2 separate regions of the Mus musculus genome follow, and region 2 is linked to region 1. A link is a contact called in public capture Hi-C data. All regions are on one chromosome and are shown on one strand. The core of a region is the stretch at or near the end of the contact, and the rest is flanking DNA. Distances in the headings are between cores, read along the strand shown. Region 1 has its middle 12 kb from the start of Pif1. Region 2 overlaps Zfp609 (zinc finger protein 609).

Region 1 (5,148 bases), core at 1,694-4,193:
GGACCAACCAGGAGAGTAACTGTCACCCACAATTTAAGACAGATATACTCTAGAGCAGTTCTAAGTCCCAGCTACCCTGAGACTCTGGCTTGGATGTTCTGATAGGGAAGGAGCCATCAACGAACTATCTTCAGTTTATTAAAAAGCATGATGGATGGGCTGGTGAGATGGCTCAGTGGGTAAGAGCACCCGACTGCTCTTCCGAAGGTCCAGAGTTCAAATCCCAGCAACCACATGGTGGCTTACAACCATCCTTAATGAGATCTGACTCCCTCTTCTGGAGTGGCTGAAGACAGCTACAATGTACTTACATATAATAAATAAATAAATCTTTTAAAAAAAAAAAGCATGATGAAGGGGCTAGGGAGATGGCTTGGTTAACAGCCTAGAATGCTCTTGCAGTCTGGTTCCCAGCACCTATATCAAGCAGGTTATAGATCTGGCCACCTGTAACTCCAGCTCCAGGGTGCCAGTAAGGCCTGAGGTGTCAGATCCCCTGAAACAGGAGTTATGGGTGGCTGTGAGGCACCTGACCTGGGTGCTGGAAGTGGAACTCGGATCCTTACCAATAGCAAATGGGCTTTTTTTGTTGTTGCTATTTTACAAAATCTCAATTGTTTGAGAGCTAGATGCTGAGGCGAAAGCCTGCTAGCCCAGAGAGGCAGAGAAAACACCCAGCTGACCTCCTTCCTCAGTCTCACCAGTAATGCCCTCTCACACACTGTCTCAAAAAACCTCCTTCAGGGACTGGAGAGATGGCTCAGGGGTTAAGAGCACTGACTGCTCTGCCAGAGGACCTGAGTTCAAATCCCAGCAACCACATGGTGGCTCACAACCATCTTTAATGAGCTCAGATGCCCTCTTCTAGTGTGTCTGAAGACAGCTACAGTGTACTCACATATATTAAAAAAAAAAAAAAAAGTATACCTGGTGGCACATGCCTTTGATCCCAGCACTTGGGAGGCAGAGGCAGGTGGATTTCTGAGTTCGAGGCCAGCCTGGTCTACAAAGTGAGTTCCAGGGCAGCCAGGGCTACACAGAGAAACCCTGCCTCGAAAAACCAAACAACAACCAATAAAAACCTCCTTCAAACGGAATGTCCCTCCCTTCTACTTCATGTGTGTCTATAACCATCCTGACTCTTACTCTCTATGTTTTTTTTTTCTTAATAATCTTATGTTCACCTCCTGTCCACTGGTTGCTTGCTCTGCTTGTTTTTTTTTTTGGGGGGGGGGGAATTTATTTATTTATTATATGTAAGTACGCTGTATCTGTCTTTAGACATCCCAGAAGAGGTTCAGTTATCATTACAGATGGTTGTGAGCCACCACATGGTTGCTGGGATTTGAATTCAGGACCTTTGGAAGAGCAATCAGTGCTCTTAACCACTGAGCCATCTCTCCAGCCCCTGCTCTGCCTTTTGATCTAAGGTCGACTTTATTTAATCCTGCTTACAATATTCAAGCAGAAAGCTCTTGGATTCAAGGTGTGTGCTAAGGCTGAGCTACACCACAACTAGAAACAGATTTTTCCAGTAAGCAACACAATCTCAGGGTTCACACTGTGATCAAATATCTTGCAACATCACCTCCCATTTGTCTAAATGAAAAGATAAGATCTTAGCTCCAATATAGTAAAAGTATTTACAGTAATGAAGCTATTTCTGCCAAGCTTTCCACAATGTCCAGCTTGGTTGTATTTGGCAGTCAAAGGATTAAGTATTTTTGAGTTCTGCATTCTGTACAATGCTCGTGTCAGTCTTATATGAACTCATTTGAATGTCCTGAGCAGTTTGTAGTTCTAAGCTGATCTTTGGGTGGTGTTTATCAGCTTAGTGGCAATCCTGGCTAGGTAGAACATAGCAGTCAACTCAAAGGTGTCCACTGTTTGTGTAGAGCCTGGTGGTAGAAGAGGCTTGGGGCAGTTCTGTCCAGTGGTTAGCGTCCCCACAATCCAGGTGGATTAGTCATTGTAGGTCCCCATCCTCTCAGAGACCTCAAAGGGAACCGTTAGGAATGGTAGAAAACTTAAACATTTTTTAAAAATATTTATTTATTTATTTATTATAAGTACACTACTGTAGCTGTCTTCAGATACTCCAGAAGAGGGCATCAGATTTCATTATGGATGGTTGTGAGCCACCATGTAGTTGCTGGGATTTGAACTCAGGGCCTTTGGAAGAGCAGTCGGCACTCTTAACCGCTGAGCCATCTCACCAGCCCCCAAACCTAAACATTTTAAATGATATGTTCAGCAGATCTCTAAAAGGTTTGAGGATCCCGTCTATCGAGTACATCCGAGGTACACAAACTTGGTTCCTAGTTACTTGCTTCAGACTCAAGCCTGAAAACATGCACAGGAAGCTCGATGAAGATTACTTCCAGAATTAGTTAGTACTCTGTGTGATGACAGAAAATTTATAGATAACATAATAATTTCATAGATTTTGAGATAATATTTATACTTTAAGGAAAGTTTTAGAGAGTTAAATGAAAGCCGAAAGATTAAGGGATTAGTGGCAATAGAATAATAGTAAATCCCTTATTTCTTGTTTTCTTCTGTCCAGGAGGCTCTTCTGATATGAAACAGAGATTTTTGGATTTTCCTTTAACAAGCATGAGTGGGCTAGAGAATGAGAGAGCCACCCCAAAGTCAGCTTTAGTTTTTAATTGAATTGAGACCATATAAAGCTCATTTGCCACTTGTGACTGTAGAGGGCAGCAGAGACAAGCATTTGGGAATCCGCTATGGGCCAGCTGCAAGATAGGAAAAAAGAAAGGAGTGCCTGCGGGGGGGGGGGGGGGGGGAGGGGCGGGAGTGTGGGAGTCAGAGGGGAGGTGGGGCTGTCCAGCTCGCCCCCCGCCCCCACCCCCACTTAGTCCCCACACCCCACCACCAACACTGCCCCCCGGTGGTTGTCAAGTGGGAAGGGGCAGCTACTCGGGCAAGATGGTGGCACTGGTGCCGGTGCTAGTCTGGAGCTCTGAGCTGTGATTTCAGACCACGGAAGTGGATGATATCACGTGACCAATTTACCCTTTTTCTTGGGACATTTTCTCTTTTTCTTCAGATGTTTTACTTGTCCAGCGGTCTCAAGATTCCATACTTAAATGCTTTTATTCTCCTGGAAAGATAAAAGCTAAACCCTTCCTCCCACCCTAACTCTCAGGGGTTATTTCTTGGCAGCTTATATCTTTCCTAGGGTAAAATGGCTTTTTGTTTTGTTTTGTTTTGTTTGGCAACAGAAAAAGTATTATCTTTCAATTGAAATTTTAAAAATTATTGTGAAAATTTGAAACTAAATAGATCTTAGTATGTGTGGGTAAATATACCAATATTTCCCTTTCTCTTTATGGGATGGTTCAAGGTTTAAGTGTATTTATTTTTAGATCACAAAGAACATTCACTTTGACCGGGCGTGGTGGCCCACGCCTTTAATCCCAGCACTCGGGAGGCAGAGGCAGGCAGATTTCTGAGTTCGAGACCAGCCTGGTCTACAAAGTGAGCTCCAGGACAGCCAGGGCTATACAGAGAAACCCTGTCTCAGAAAAAAAAAAAAAAAAAAAAACAAAAACCATTCACTTTGAATTGAATTTCAGTATGCTTTTTGCAAGCAGCTTTTAAATTTAAATCACTGTAATTCTTATGTGCCTGCCTCTGCCTCCCAAGTGTTAGGATTAAAGGTATGCACCACCCCTGGCTATGGGCTCCTTAGAACAGTTATTCTCATAGGGTTGTCCTGGTTCTCTATTTCCCCTTATTCTTTTTTTTTTTGTTATGGAAAAAATGTTTATTTTGAAATTATTTTAATTTAGAAATAGAAAACCTCATAGGAAGGAGGAAAGAAACAAGAACCACAAAGCATCCAGGCAACGTTTCACTTCATGATCGTGTCACCCCCTCACTGTTCACTCGTCCCGTGATGAGAAAGGACTCAGCCACCCACAGAATTGTTATTAATAGGGATATGGATCAGTTTCATGAGGAAGCCAATGAATCCCATGATCGCAAATCCTACCGCTGTGGCCATGGAGAGCTTCTGGAATTCCCTTCTGTCCGGTTTGGTGCTTCTTTTAACCAGCCGAACTGAGTCCTTTACAAACTGCCGACTTGGCTCGACAAAGTTCATTACCTGCTCCATGTTTGTGGGACGGCGTCTTGAGAGGGTAGAGACACCTAGCTTAGGAGAGAGTTTCCCCTTATTTCAGCATTAGGGTTAAACTTTCAAGTTTTTCCAATTTGTATTTATCATCCTCACTGATTTATTCTGAATTCATTCCCAGGCAAATTTTAATATTCTAGTCTTAATTAAACATGATGCTAATTTGTCCACTGTCTCATTATTTTCAGACATTTTATGTCTTGCCTGTATAAGCTACACAGAATTCAATGTCTTTGCTAAGTGTTGCTAGGTTTTGTCACTTCCATTCATTCACGCCTCCCAGGCTCAGGTATCTTTGCCATTTATCTGCCAGTTAGTGGTTTTCCGTTTTTGATGACCACGTAGCTATACCATTGCACAGGCCATGAATTGAAGATAGAGAGTTTTCCTTTTGCTTTCCTAGTTGTTTGTCTTATAGTCAACACTGCTGTGCCGGTTTTGTGGTTCTTTTTTCAGCATTGGCCATTCCATTCTCTGCTCTATAGTCTGCCATTTTCTATCAGTTTGAGTTCCATCAGTGGTTGATGAAGCATCAGGAAGCCAAAAGTTGTAACCATTCCGTTGGTTCCTATAGTTTAATGGGTGCCTCTTTGGGGGAGGGGAGAGCTGTTTAGGCAACTGAGGGAATTTCCTCTGTGTTAGAAGGCACAGATCCCTTTGCACCACATCCTGGTCACAAAGGGTTTTGGATAGGTACATTGTGTGCCAAATGCTTTTTTTTTTTTTTTTTTTTTTTTTAAATCTCAATCGTTTGATTTCTACCAATGAGGACCAGGAGCTGGGATGGAAGCCTACTAGCTCAGAGAGGCAGAGAAAGCACCCAGCTGACCTTCCTCTCCAGCCAGGAATCTCCTCCCTCACACTGTCTCAACCTCCTTCAAACTGAAGGTCCCTCCCTTCTACTTCCTGTGTGTCTCTCTATCCATCTTCCTGATGCCCTCTTACTCTCTATGGGTTTTTTTTTTTGTTTGTTTTTTGTTTTTTTG
Region 2 (5,148 bases), core at 1,276-3,775, 180 kb after region 1:
TGGGACCTCTGGGACATCTCTCCAGCCCCTTTTGTTTTCTTTAAGATTTATTTATTTATTATATGTAAGTACACTATAGCTGTCTTCAGACACTCCAGAAGAAGGCATCATATTTCGTTACAGATGGTTGTGAGCCACTATGTGGTTGCTGGAATTTGAACTCAGTACCTTTGGAAGAGCAGTCGGCTCTCTTAACCACTGAGCCATCTCGCCAGCCCCCTTTTGTTTCTTTTAACATCAAAATAGTACAGTAATTCCAAAACACATTCTCTACTTGACCCAAACTTGTTTTCTTACCACAAACCTATTAAAAGTTAAACATAAATCTAAATCTCTAATAAGCAGAAGCTTGCACCTATAAAATCACCAAAAAGTGTATGAAAATAAATGAGCCCATTTCTGTGGCACTTCCTTAACTGAAATATTACTATAGAAAAGTCAAGGTTCCGACGGAGCAGTCTGTCATAATGTTATATGGCAGTCTCTGCCTCTTCAACCCATCCTCCTCTCCTTCCTCACCCCTCATGTTCCCCCTTTCTCCTCTCTGAGAGTTTCACAATGTAGCCCAGGTGGGACTCTATCCCAAACACTGCTCCCCCTGCCTCAGCCTTCCCAGTGCTGTGTTATAATAGTGTCAAGACAGCTGCCAGCCCCTTTCTTTTTTCTTTTTTCTTTTTTTTTTTTTTTGCTAATTCCACTAAGCAAGGCAGCCCTGGCTGTCCTGGAACTCACTTTGTAGACCAGGCTTGCCTCGAACTCAGAAATCTGCCTGCCTCTGCCTCCCAAGTGCTGGGATTAAAGGCATGGGCCACCACGCCCGGCCCCCTTTCTTTTTATATAAGATAACTCTTAAAACTCTTTCCTGATTAGCTCAGTAGTGAAAGTAACTACTAAGTTAACTGATATCACAGATACCTCCCCTTCTAAGAAGTGAACTAATGTGCTAAGCATTTAAAAAGAACTACTACCCCTTACACCTACTTACCACCAGCAGCTTAAAAAATAAACAGACTTCTGAACATAGTAACCGATGAAGATAATAACTTTGATACAAATTATAAAAACATAAAGAAAAGGAGTTTCAGACTTCAGGGTGAAATCTCATCATCAAATGTAATAAAATCTAGTCAAGCTAGGCCAAACCAGGTCAGTTCTCTAATGGGAAAATTAAAGATGCTTAAACAAACAGAGTTGAGATTCATGCCCAAACCAGTCTTGAACCAATAATCTCAACCACTTCTCCAATGTTACAGAAATCCCTTCCAAGATACAAAATACAACTGGAAGGAAGCCTGTAATCCCAGTCGAGGTAGGAAGATTACAAAGTCAAGGCCTGTCTGGGTTATTAAGGGAGTTTTAGGCTAGCCTGGGTAACTTAATAGGATTCTGTTTCAAAGTAAAACAGAACAAGAGGGCTGTTACAGGCCTCTGACACCGCACAATGCCTGCCTGCAGCCACCCCAGAAGTAGGAGGCAGAGTCCTGGTCCTCAAGCCAGTCATCCCAGCACTCAGAAGCAAAGGCAGGAACATCAGAAGTTCAATACCAGCCTTGGCTACACATGGGAGTTTAAGGCCAGCTTAGCTTGTGAGGTCTTCTCTCAAGAAAAACAAACAAGCAAACAAACGGCTTTTTGCACTTTGCCAACTATTAACTGAAAAGCACTATTTCACTACTTTTAGAATTTTTTAAAATATTTATTCATTTTGTTTGTGTGTGATGTGTACATGTGATAAGTAAAGGCTCTCTACAGAACTATGCCTACAACCAACAGCTGCTCCTATTAAAAATTATTACTCTGTGTGTGTGTGTGTGTGTGTGTGTGTGTGTGTGTGTATTGTACACGTGCAAGTGTTAAACGACAACCTTTTATCATGTGGGTGCAGAGAATTGAACACAGATCAATATTGGTGGCAAGAACCTTTTCCTGCTCAGCCTCCCCTTTGTATTCCCAATATTAAGGGAAAAAAGTTTAAAGAAACATTAACGGGAAGTTTTGAAGCCTGAACACTGAAATCTCATTAGTAGAAAATATCAAAGAAACATTAAGAACAGGTTGCTGCTAATTGAGGTCAAGGCATCCCTGTGGCCAAGTAGACAGTTGACAATGAAGGCATCAGAGATAACAATGGTTGTACTTTGCCCTAATCTCTCTTGACAAAACGGGCCTTTGTCTACAGTGACCAAATGCCCCTCAGTTCTCCCAAGACCTAGACAGTACAGCTGGAGTTTGGTACTCCAAGACAGGGATTAAGAAACAATTTCCAGCACACAACCCGGGCAGCAAACTCTGCAGGCAGCCAGGATCAGTAGAGATTAATGGAGTGGGGAGAAGAGAGCTAGATCCCGAGAACCTGATGACTGGAGCTCTATCCCCTGGACCCACGTGGTGGAAATAAAGCCAGGAGACTTGCAGGTCTTGCTCATAGAAGAGGACTTGCCTAGTTTGTGTAAGGCTCTGGGAAGGCTCTGGGCTGCCGACTGTGGCAGGATGACCTTTGGGTTAGAGGCCAGCCTGGTCTATAGAGTTCCAGATCAGCCAAGGATACAAAGTTTTGGTATCACAAAGAGGAGGGGCAGTGATCCTCAGCACAGGGAAGTAAAACAAACAAAACCCACAGGCAACAGTGGCCCCTCCTTCCCAGTCAGTGATGTGTTTCCCCTCCCCCTCTAAAGCCAGCCTGACCCCCTTCGGCGTGGCTGTCTATCCTCTTTCAAAAACCAAGCTGACAAGAATGGGATTTTAGGAAAACTTAAATGCTTCCAAACAGACAGAATTTTTGCTTAGGATATTGGAAAAAAAAAAAAAAAAAGCTATGGGTCTTGACTCTAATTAAACCCTACCCCAACCCCAGCTTACTCTTGGCACAGCAGAATACTAAAAGGCTGTCCTAGAAAAGCTATAAAATGGTAAGTATCCTGAGGTGGGGGGTGTTTCCAAGCCTCAGAGACCAGCTCCAAACTATTCTGACTCGGATTCACACAGCATCCAAAGTCATAAACAATCCTTTCACTTACAGAGCCTCCCATACATTTCTCCCTTAGCTAACTCCAGCCAGGATTAGAGACTGCAGGCACATGCCAGTTCTTGTTTGGGCTGGTTACCACCTCAAAAGCTGCTTGGCTCAAGACCTGCCTTTTCTTTATAGGATCTTTCAAGTTTCAAAACAGCACCTTTTCTTGGATTCCTCTCAAGACACTGAGGTAGGTGACTTCATCTATTACTTTGAGCTTGGGCTCCATCCAGGAACTTCTCTTAGAATTTACATTCTCACATATTGAAGAACTTACCAGAAAGCAAACCCTTTCACAAGTAACTTCAGTGGCATCAGACCAGAGGGTCATTGATGGCAGAGTGACTAGGAATAGGCCACCATCTTCTCTGAGGTTCCAACAGGTAACCTGGGAAGGAAGCTGCTGCTATGCAGACACAGCTTCCTCACAGCTTATCTTCCTTTACCTCACCTTATTTCTGAACCTTCCAATTCTAATACCCTATTGCCAGAAGTTGAAAATGTTTTTGAAAACAAAATTCTGACTTTTTTTTTTAAAACCTGCCTTTCCATCCTATCACTAATGTCACATTTTAGGAGTTTAGGAAAAATGAAAACCCAGACATACTTAAACAGTTCTAGGTTGCCCAGTTCTATATTGAAAAAAAAAAAAAACCAAAAAACCTACTTTCTATGGAAATAGAACAAACATTTACAGCAAAAACAACATATATCATACAATTTCATAAACCACAGCGGTCTAACTCAAGAAACTTCTTCCAAGTACTTCTGCAAGGAAGAGGACATTTTAGTAAACAGCTTTCTAACAAAGTTTTCTAACAAAGCTTTCGCCCTCCATGAAAAGATGACAATGTGTGACAAATTTCTGGTTCTCAAAAACCTCGACCACTGGCCCACCCCCAAGTGTTGGGCATGGTTCCTGACTGCTCTTTCAATCTCATCTCAAATCTTAGATTACTTGAAGAAAAACACCCATGCACGCACGTGCACACACACACATACACATACACCAAAAAACCAAAACACAAAAAACTAAGTTTCAGCCGGGCGTGGTGGCGCACGCCTTTAGTCCCAGCACTCGGGAGGCAGAGGCTGGCGGATTTCTGAGTTCGAGGCCAGCCTGATCTACAAAGTGAGCTCCAGGACAGCCAGAGCTACACAGAGAAACCCTGTCTCGAAAAAAACCAAAAAAAAAAAAAAAAAAAAAAACCCCAACTAAGTTTCTTTTACAAGTATTGCATGTTCTTGGAGTTAATTTGGTGTGTGGATACCACTCTTTCCAAAATACATCTACCAAGTCTGCAACCTTCTGACTCTGAGACATTATATCTTTTAAAAAATTTATGCAGGCGGATTTCTGAGTTCCAGGCTAGCCAGGGCTACACAGAAGCCCTGTTTCGAAACGAAACAAAACAAAACAAAACAAAACAAAACGCTCTAGAAAAGTTGCTTTAAAAAGTAATAATAAAGGCAGATAAAGGCAGGATATGGTAAAGCACAGCTTTAATCTCAGCACTTGGGAAACAGAGGCAGGTGGGTCTCTGTGAGTTTGAAGACAGCCCGACTTACAAAGTGAGTCCAGGACAATCAGGTCTATTTATACAAAGAAACCCTGTCTCCAAAACAAAAATCAAAACCAAAACCAAACAAAAAACAAAACAAAACAAAACCAAAAAACAAAACCCAAAATTTAACAACAAAACAACACAAACATCATAATATTTTAAGTGAACTTAAGATTCTGTATCAGGCCTCATCCACAGCTACCATAGGTCAAGACCAGATTGGGCACACCTGTTCAATTTCAAACTTCAATGACAACTATCCCTGGTGGGTGATAAGCCAGTCATTTTAGGTGCAAGTGCTAAGATTTGTTAATTATTAAAAATAAAGACAAACTGGGACCTGGTAGGGTAGGAGGCAGTAGTGTTGGGCATTCTAATAGTGGAGAATGAGTATCTGAAAATAAATTTTGATGCTTCTTTTAATTTTAAAGATTTGTTTTGGTCTTGTATGTGTGTGTTTGTGGAAATCTGGGGCCCACAAAGAGGAGATCCTCATGTACATCAAGTGGCACACATCATGTGTACCTACCTCAGTGTAAAGGTAGTTGGTTAGTAAATGCTGTGGCTGGG

The links. Capture Hi-C pulls out chosen DNA fragments and counts their contacts.
Region 2: a capture Hi-C map of embryonic stem cells shows a contact between it and region 1, with 3 times the contacts expected there. The contact joins two enhancer-like sites. A contact is called at or near these places in 1 of 15 datasets of contacts at CTCF or cohesin (the NIH/3T3 cell line), 6 of 484 Hi-C or Micro-C datasets (the G1E-ER4 cell line, embryonic stem cells and uterus), 4 of 115 datasets of contacts at active chromatin or transcription factors (all in embryonic stem cells) and 1 of 9 other capture datasets (embryonic stem cells).

Annotation. Positions count from the first base shown.
Region 1 is chr9:65,596,133-65,601,280 of GRCm38.p6, forward strand. It overlaps the pseudogene Gm10144. Among named protein-coding and RNA genes, the nearest start is that of Pif1, 12 kb to the left of the region's middle. Within about 2 kb of position 2,944, at least 18 of the 459 cell types and tissues checked have an H3K27ac peak or open chromatin away from gene starts, as enhancers often do. A contact at or near this core is called in embryonic stem cells, where this site is marked.
Region 2 is chr9:65,774,151-65,779,298 of GRCm38.p6, forward strand. The region is part of intron 2 of Zfp609 (zinc finger protein 609); the gene reads right to left. Among named protein-coding and RNA genes, the nearest start is that of Zfp609, 51 kb to the right of the region's middle. Within about 2 kb of position 2,526, at least 68 of the 459 cell types and tissues checked have an H3K27ac peak or open chromatin away from gene starts, as enhancers often do. A contact at or near this core is called in embryonic stem cells, where this site is marked.